3 separate regions of the Mus musculus genome follow, and regions 2 and 3 are each linked to region 1. A link is a contact called in public Hi-C data. All regions are on one chromosome and are shown on one strand. Each heading gives the region's core, a stretch centred on a gene start, on an enhancer-like site or on the middle of the called end of the contact. The rest is flanking DNA. Distances are from core to core; before and after follow the strand shown. Region 1 overlaps 1700029N11Rik (RIKEN cDNA 1700029N11 gene). Region 2 has its middle 47 kb from the start of Gm29676. Region 3 has its middle 16 kb from the start of A330076C08Rik.

The links. Hi-C and Micro-C count contacts between places; a contact is called where the count stands out from the background.
Region 2: a contact with region 1 is called in a Hi-C map of liver, with 2.9 times the contacts expected there. The contact joins two enhancer-like sites. A contact is called at or near these places in 4 of 484 Hi-C or Micro-C datasets (adipose-derived mesenchymal stem cells, liver and myeloid progenitors) and 4 of 115 datasets of contacts at active chromatin or transcription factors (bone marrow-derived macrophages, embryonic stem cells and kidney).
Region 3: a contact with region 1 is called in a Hi-C map of the N1E-115 cell line, with 2.7 times the contacts expected there. The contact joins two enhancer-like sites. A contact is called at or near these places in 3 of 484 Hi-C or Micro-C datasets (the N1E-115 cell line, olfactory sensory neurons and rod photoreceptor) and 1 of 115 datasets of contacts at active chromatin or transcription factors (fibro-adipogenic progenitors).

Annotation. Positions count from the first base shown.
Region 1 is chr13:44,448,274-44,450,973 of GRCm38.p6, forward strand. All of the region lies in intron 1 of 1700029N11Rik (RIKEN cDNA 1700029N11 gene), which reads left to right. Among named protein-coding and RNA genes, the nearest start is that of 1700029N11Rik, 9.9 kb to the left of the region's middle. Within about 2 kb of position 1,333, at least 28 of the 459 cell types and tissues checked have an H3K27ac peak or open chromatin away from gene starts, as enhancers often do. A contact at or near this core is called in the N1E-115 cell line, kidney and liver, where this site is marked.
Region 2 is chr13:44,305,385-44,308,142 of GRCm38.p6, forward strand. No RefSeq gene overlaps it. Among named protein-coding and RNA genes, the nearest start is that of Gm29676, 47 kb to the left of the region's middle. Within about 2 kb of position 1,252, at least 86 of the 459 cell types and tissues checked have an H3K27ac peak or open chromatin away from gene starts, as enhancers often do. A contact at or near this core is called in kidney and liver, where this site is marked.
Region 3 is chr13:44,231,324-44,234,023 of GRCm38.p6, forward strand. No RefSeq gene overlaps it. Among named protein-coding and RNA genes, the nearest start is that of A330076C08Rik, 16 kb to the left of the region's middle. Within about 2 kb of position 1,323, at least 71 of the 459 cell types and tissues checked have an H3K27ac peak or open chromatin away from gene starts, as enhancers often do. A contact at or near this core is called in the N1E-115 cell line, where this site is marked.

The sequences.
Region 1 (2,700 bases), core at 83-2,582:
TCCTACAGAGTATCCTTGTCCATTGCTCTAAGGACTTTGGTTTTACTCTCCTGATAGCATCTCCCTCCGTTTTCCCCAGTCCCGAAGCTACCAAAGGATTGGCTCTAGCTCCCCTACTGGTCTCCAAAGCCAACAATTGCCCTTAAGCTGATGTCTTAAGGAGGATAAACTGAGCAGCAGCCTAGCATTCATGTCTCTTTGCTTCCTGACTGTGGGTACAACATTCCCAGCTGTCCCAAGCTACTGCCTCCATGAGTTCTCCAACATAATGGACTGTACCCTCACACTGCGAACCAAAATAAGTGCATCTTTCTTTAAATTGCTTTTGTCAAATTTATTGTCACGGCAACGAGAGGAAAATGACTAATGCAGAAATGCCTGGTTCCTATTACGTTGGCACTGTACATTTAGATTTGTGGAGATCATGAAGAATAAATTCCAAGTTTATTAATAAATCAATCAAGTGGTGTATATTTAAGGCTGACTCTTTGATGCACGTCCAATATTATTTAATAATCCTGGCCTCTTCACCGTATCATGTAGCTTCATTTGTTTTTAATATACCAATACCACTCCACACTAATAATCCACATTGCCCCAATAACTCATTTCTAAATCTCTGTGATTGTGGCTTCATCCTAAAGTTTAGTTATTGGCAGAACTTTTTCTGGCTATATCTATGTGTGGAGGCCAGCCATGACAAAAGGCCACAGGCTGGATTGTCCAACCAGCAGAAATGTATTCTCTCTTAGTTTTGGAGGCTTCAAGTCCAGACAGAAAATGTCTACAGGGCTGAGTCTCCCAAGGCCTTTCTAATTGGCTTGTGGATAGCTGTCCGTCCCTGTGTCCTTATGTGGCTTCTCTCATGTGTGGTTGTACCCTACTCTTAAGGACATTGGTCAGATCAAACTAAGTCAGTGACTTCATTACCCCTTCCTTCCATCTGTAAGGATGCCATCCTCAAACATAAATGCATTAGGGACAAGAGTGTCAACTGAATTCAGAGGATGCAATCCATCCTATAATACTCTCTCTATCAGCATCACTAAAGCCAACATTTACATAGATGAGCATAGAAGGTCTGGCTTTGTTGAAAGCTTAGGGGTCTGGGAGTGTGTTTCATCCAATTCAAAAGAGTGCCTCTGAAGTAAACCCAGGGTCTTTCTGTAAGCTTTGTGGAATGTCTGGTCCTGCTACCATTTTCCCAAGGGAAAAGGTACTAGCTTTCCTCAAAACAGAGGAAAGGAGGCCCCGGGTCATATTCTCTAGTCCCTGTGTCTCTGGCCTAAGTCCAGACATCATCAGCCTTTGGCCTCTGCTGAGACTGTTGAAGTTCCAAGACCAGTGTGAGTCAGCATTTGCTTCCTGGCATGGAACTACCCCCTGCTCCAGGCCATTGCTCTAGGGACTTTGATCTTTCTCCTCTAAAGGCAAAATTTCCTTAGTTTTCCCTGGCCCTCCAGGTACTCCCAAGAATTGCTGTTACCACCTTGACCCCACACCCCCACTCCCTAGCCCCCACCCCAGTTCCAAGTCCAACCATTACCCTCCAATTTTTCCTTCTCAGGAGTACTTTGCCTTTCCCTTGGTGACCAGCCCAGGAAACTCTCCAATGCCACCTGTAAGCTTTTGTCTGTATCTCCCACTAAAATAATATTTCAATTACCTTTCTGTGCTATAAGAAAGTAATTTGTAGAGAGTAGAGGTTTATTTAGATCATGATTCTGGTGTCCAGGAAGCCCAAAAGCTTGGTACCAGCATCTGGAAAGGGCCTGGCTGCTGTATCCTAACACTGTAGAGAGCATCCCATGGAAAGAGAGATGTGCTGCCTCCCTCAGGTCTCCCTCTTCTTATAAAAGTCACTAACATCACCACAGGGGCCCTGTGTTCATGATCTCACCCAACCCTAATTTCCTCTCAAAGGTCCCATTTCTAATGTCATCAATGTGTAAATTTGAGGATTAAGTTTTCAGCACCTGAACTACGGAAACATATTCAAGATAAAGAAAACTCCATGTGGCAATGCCGAGATCCTGTATCAGCTTGGGACGCCATCACGAGGTGTTCTTCTCCCCTTTTCAGTTCTGCATGCAGAGTGAGAGTCCCGCCCCCTTGGTGTGAGCTGCTCCTCCCAGCTTCTCTGGGATATGTTCTTTGTCTCTCACCACCTGACCTCACAAATCCCCCTTCTACCAAGAGGTGTGAACTCAGAAAAGAAACGAGAATTCACATATACCCCACCACCACCACCACTAAATCTTCTCAGTTCTTCTTCCCCAAACTGGAAAGATTTTCTGTTTCTAGCAGTTAGAGAAATGTCTATATGTTAGATTAATTATGCTTTAGACATCTAAAGTCTTCCCTTCAAATGCTTCTTGGAGCTGGGAGCTTGCTTCTCCTCACCAACCCATGGATCTGAGGACTCACTTTGCACATAGCAATTCCAATGTTAAGCCCAAACCTGTATTCTGGGTGATGGTTTCTATTGAATCTCTAAGCTGGATTCAGATCCAGGACAACAAAACATATCTTGGCATTGATATGTCAAAAGCATGGTGTCTGATACTCCATGAGACAAATATTCCAAAACATTCATGGGCATTCTATTTATCTAGTTAGCATGATTTTCCCCGATAGACAGGCAGTTGGAGACTAAGGCATTAACTGAGGTCTTCTGGGACGAGGTCTTCCTCTGGTCCC
Region 2 (2,758 bases), core at 2-2,501, 140 kb before region 1:
GGTAGCACAGCCCCACTTCCTCCTGTTCTCCCTCTGCTTCCCCAAGTTCCTCCCACCAAGTCTTCCCCACTATAATGGCCTGTATCTCCTCTGGAACAGTAAGTCAAATAGTCTTTTTGTCAAAATGACTTGGCTTGTGTGAGGAAGGTGTGCAGTCATGGAGGGAAAACTCTCATGCCAGTGCCTGCCATACACTAGAGATCCAGACAGCAAGCATCACAGAAGGAAAAAAGGGAAGTTGGTAGAAGGGAGGGAGGAGAGAGGGATGGACGGAGGAAGGAAAGCTACAAATACATTCTAAGAAGACATTATCAGTGTTAGGTATCAAACCAAGGACAAGTCTCACTCAATACCTGTGGCTCCGCCCAGCTTTCCCAGCATCCCTCAGTACCTAGGGCTCCTCCCAGCTCTCCCAGCATCCCTCAGTACTCGTGTCTCCTCCCAGCATTCCTCAGTACATGTGGCTCCTCCCAGCACTTCTCACCTCACTCCCTACCATAAACCTTTCTCTTCCAGGGGCTGGGCTTCCCTTCCCCCCAGCTTTAGGTCTCTATATAACTTGGCCATTTTGGCTACCCCTATCTCACAGTCTGAGTTGCCTCTCTTGCTCTCTCCTCTCCTCTCCTCTCCTCTCCTCTCCTCTCCTCTCCTCTCCTCTCCTCTCCTCTCCTCTCCTCTCCTCTCCTCTCCTCTCCTGGTCCGTTTTAGTAGGCCAACCATGTTCACCCTGGACCCTTCGCTCTGCCTGCTTTCTCCCTTATATCTACAATAAAAATCTCCGTAGTCTAGAAGTAGTCACGTCTTCCTCTTTTATTTCATTCCTTTTTTTTCCCCCCCATTCCATCAGCAAATCCTTTAAAATACCCGAACTGAGTCTTCAGGCAAGCCCAAGAGAGCAACGGAAACCTCGCCAGGAGATGAACTTTTAGGACACGAGGTTGTTAGTCACATGTATGCTGCAGATGACTCAAAAATAAACACTGCCCTGTGACAGCTCTGGGCCTGGAGCTCTGATGCCACTCCCTCCAAGCTAGCCTGGGAACCAAGTCCCCTCCGCCATTGAGAGCTGGCCTCTCACTCCTCACATGGCATGGACTTTCCTTCCAAGAGCTCAGCTACATGGTTATGTAAGGCTCTCCTGTATTCCTGGGCCAAGAACTGAGTCAGCCGCCTGCTTAGATAGGTCAGTTCAGGAAACCAAACCACACAGCCCGGGAGGTAGAGAAGCCAGTGAACCTGCTGCGAGCTGGCTGTCCTCGGGGGCAGCCAGAACGCCTCCTTCTGACCCGGGAGTGTGGAATCCAAGCCTCTCTGCAGGTCAGGCCGAAGGACCTTTGAACCAAGACTCTCTGTGGCCGCGTTGTTTAGGGATCAAAACTGTTCACTTGGCTCCTCTGACAACCTTTTCCCACACAAGCATGCAATACTTTCACAGTACCAAAACCCTCACTGTCTAAAGACTCCATTCCAAACAGCTGTTCCTGGAGGCTGAGAGAACCTTCTAGAACAGCTGTTCTCAGCCTGGCTGAGTCGATGCCTCTGGAGATGGGCCCAGAGAATTGAGGAGGAACAATTTAAGTTCTTCAAGTGTTTGGGCTGTGTGTTTTAGAACTCGCCATTGGAGATTTTCAGTGATGCTAAAGCTATCACTGGTCTGGGTAAAGATACATCAGACGTGATTATCACAACGCTCAGGTCCTTTCCTTCCTCTCGCCTCCATCCCTGACAATAACCAGGACAAACCAGATCCCTAACCTTGCTTGGTCTCTCAACCTCAGGGTTAACTGAAGCTGGGTCCCCTCCAACACCCTTCTGTTATCCTCTGAACCTAAACACAGCCCAAAGAGAACTGTGACAGAGTTGGGAGTCTTGAAAGTCTGATGATAGACGCCAAGCCATTCGGAAGGATCCTGCTACAAAAACAGGCCGTCGGGGAAAGACGGAGAATGCGTTCCCACTAGGGAAGAAGCCCCTGCAGGATAGAATGCCCTCTCTTTTGTTCTAGCATCTTCTGCAATGGTCTGGAGAGACGCTTCAGTATAGTGCTTTCCTTACAAGCACAAGTACTCGAGTTCGATTCCTAGAACCCATCTTTGGGGTGAGGGAGCTGCCAGGCATGTGTGATCCCAAAGCTAAGGAGGTGGAAACAGGAAAGTTCCTGGAGCTGACCAGCCAGACAGCCTACCTTACCGGGTAAGTAACAAGCCAGAGAAAGACTGTGAACCACTCCTGGGGAATGACCATCAAGTGTGCTCACGCACAGACACAAAAGCCACTTCTGGCTTGCTCAGCACTTTACACAGTCTCAGGGGCCCAGCAGAAGCTTCCAAGGAATGGACAGGAATGGCCACTGCAAATAGAAGATCTGTCTGCAAGAGGTCGCACTTTAACTTGTCTGCCACCAATTGGTTTAAAATAAAGTGCCACAGGTAACTGCAGCATTTCACCGGTTTTTTTGGTTTTTTTTTTTTGTTTTGTTTTTTGTTTTTTGTTTTTTTTTTTTAGGAAAAACAACAGCAATGGTTCCTCTTGCCTAGCCCAGGATCCATCCCTAGGACTGAAAAGAAGGGGGAGCTGGAGAGGAGAGGGGGAATATGATAGAGGATGTGATGAAGAGCCAGCCAGCCTCCTTTCTTTCTCTGTGCCTCAGTTTCCCTACCAAATTCGGACATCTGAACCCCATTCACTGGAAGCTAAGTGGAGCTTCAGCCGTCCCAATTTTCAACAATTCACATGTTCCCCCCCACACACACACACA
Region 3 (2,700 bases), core at 73-2,572, 220 kb before region 1:
TGTGTGCCCCAGTTCCCCTTTCTTACCCCACACTGTCTTAACTCTGATTCTCCTGAAGTAACTCCCACATCCCACTGGTCTCCATCTGTCTAAATTATTGCAGACTTAATGCCCTGGTCAGCCAAGCCTCAAATGATCAGCTTACGCTCTGCCTCGCAGTGAGAGTCTCCCTCAGCCCAGAGTGCATGCCCCCAGATGACCCAGTCCCTTTCTGTGCCCAGACTGGCTTTCTGGACCCCTAGTGAATGCCTGTGGAAGCCAGGGCTTCCACAAAGCTGGCCAGCCAGCTGCCTGCATCTCCCCTGGAGCCCTGCCCTCTTATCCCTGGCTCCCTCTTACCACCAGCCTGTCTTAATCCTGCCTTGTCTAGATCTGTGAATTCGCTCAGGTTTAATCCTCTTTCTCAGTGGTCAGGGGTGTATTCCCTTAATCATCTTGGTACCATCTAGCCTGACATCTCCCCAGAATAGGAGAATCGGGAAAGTCAACTTCCTAAAAATGCCAGGAAACAAACAAACAAGCTAACAATAATAACAAACAACAACAACACCCAGGGCTGAAGAGATGGCTCAGCTGTCAAGCACTTTCTGCTCTTGCAGAGGACACACATTTGGTGACCAGCACCTACATAGCAGCTCGCAGGAGACTGTAACTCTAGTTCCAGCAGATCTGTCCTTAGAGTGTCTGAGGTCCTTTTCATGAGCTTATGATAGAACCCAGAACAGGGGCACATCACAGCCCAGGGAGAAGCGTAAGCAACGTGCTGACAAGCTAACCACCAAAGTGCAAAGCCACAAATTAAAAACTCCTTAAAGAGCCAAATCCTTGCTTAAAAGTTACAGGGGGGCTACGGGGATGGGGAGGGAGGACTCCGGGTCCCTTTGTGCATTTCCGTATTAACACAGTCACACTTGGCCATGCAGATGTCAGTTCCAATAAACAGCAGGGCTTTCCAGGGCCTGGCCTCTAATTGAAGGGATTGTTACTGTTGGTGAATGTCTGGGGAATTAATTAGTGGCGAGCAAACCGGTTCATAAATGCCTGCTTTGTAAGGGGTCCTCACATCCTGGGGACCTCGATTCCTGTGGCCAGCTCTGCCCTAGGAACTCATGCCAGCAAACGGTATTTATTATCCTTCTCGGCCTCACCTGGAGATAGGTCTTCCCTGCCTTAGACACCACCAGGTTTGTGTCTTCCCCCCCCCCGGGGGGGGGGCAGCAAGCATTATGGGAAAAACTCCCTCGGATCTTCTGGCTCCTACTCCCACAGCCTGACTGAGTTTATGAAAACAGGCCTCATTTGCAAGTCAGAGATGGAAACAAGAGCGAGAGCTTCACACAGCCCACGCCCATTCCCAGTTGGTAGGCAGGTTCAAACACGTGCTCACGCGTGCACTGCAGCTACAGCACGTGCATACACACAGCTGCCCAGATCGCTGTTTAAGCAGGGTGCAACCGATCCCAAACTCCACGCCTGAGCTGGATGTGGCAAGCCAACTCTTCAGGTAAGTATTATCCTAAGACTTAAGATGACTCGGAGGACAAGTCTCCCCAGCCCCCTCCCTCAAAAAAGCACACCGCTCAGAATGAACACAGCTGCTAGTTTTGCAAGCTCCCCCCTACCCTGGGTAAACTGCCATGGACATCATCTTGAAGTCTTTCTTTAAGTTGGGGAGTGGGAAAGATGCTTTATGCTGTTAAATATGGGGGAAACTGAAGAAGAGTTTTCAGAATTACAGTTTTTTGGTTTTTTTTCTCTTTGCATGGTTTATGCTAAGCTGTATACATGTTCATGCTCTATACTATATGTTTTTCTAGCTCCCTCCCCCACTCCAATGAGTGACGGTAAAATTTTTTGCATAAAAAAAATCCCTTTAGAAGCAGTGGTTCTCAACCTCCCTAATGCTGTGACCCTTTAATGCAGTTCCTCATGCTGAGGTGACCCCCCCCACACCATAAAATTATTTTAGTTGCTACTTCAGAAGTGTAATTTTGCTACTGTTATGAATTGTAATGTAAATATTTTTGAAGCTAGAGGCTTGCAAAGGGATTCATGCCCCACAGGTTGAGAACTGCTGTTATAGACTCTGGTTGTGGCCTGGGCAGTTTTGTCTGACCTTTGCAATAGTGTTCGGTCTTGAAAATGACCCTGAGTCACAAAGGAGTCTGCGACAGTCTCTGCACTGAGACCTTGTATCTGGTTTCTGGTTGGTCTTAGGAGAGGAAAAATAAAGGAGGGATTTCTTCCTGAAAGCAGCATCCCCTCCTCTTCTGTGGCCTTAACCCTTCTTCCACACAGGGCTGCTCCTCTGGCTCCTGTCACACTCCCTGCTCTGTTTTGGGCCTGGTATCAGCTATCTGCACTATAGAATAAATGAACTCGATTCACATCTAACTCCGATGTTAGAAGCTAGTATTTCATTTTCATTCAGCTACGTTTGGTCTTATAATCAAAGTATAGGCAACTCTGAAGTCAGAAATCTGGGCTCCTGGCTTCCTGCATCTGGGGGAAAGGCAAGCCCTGGGAGCAGCCACACAGCTCGGTGATAAATATCTCCACTTTAGCTATAGCATACCACCATTTATTACCCCTGTCCCTTCAGAAAGAATTCCCTCCATGGGCATACTTCGAAGAGTATGGTTATAAATAATGTGCCATCTGCCAATGCACATAGGCCTGGGGGTTTGAAAAGTAAAACTC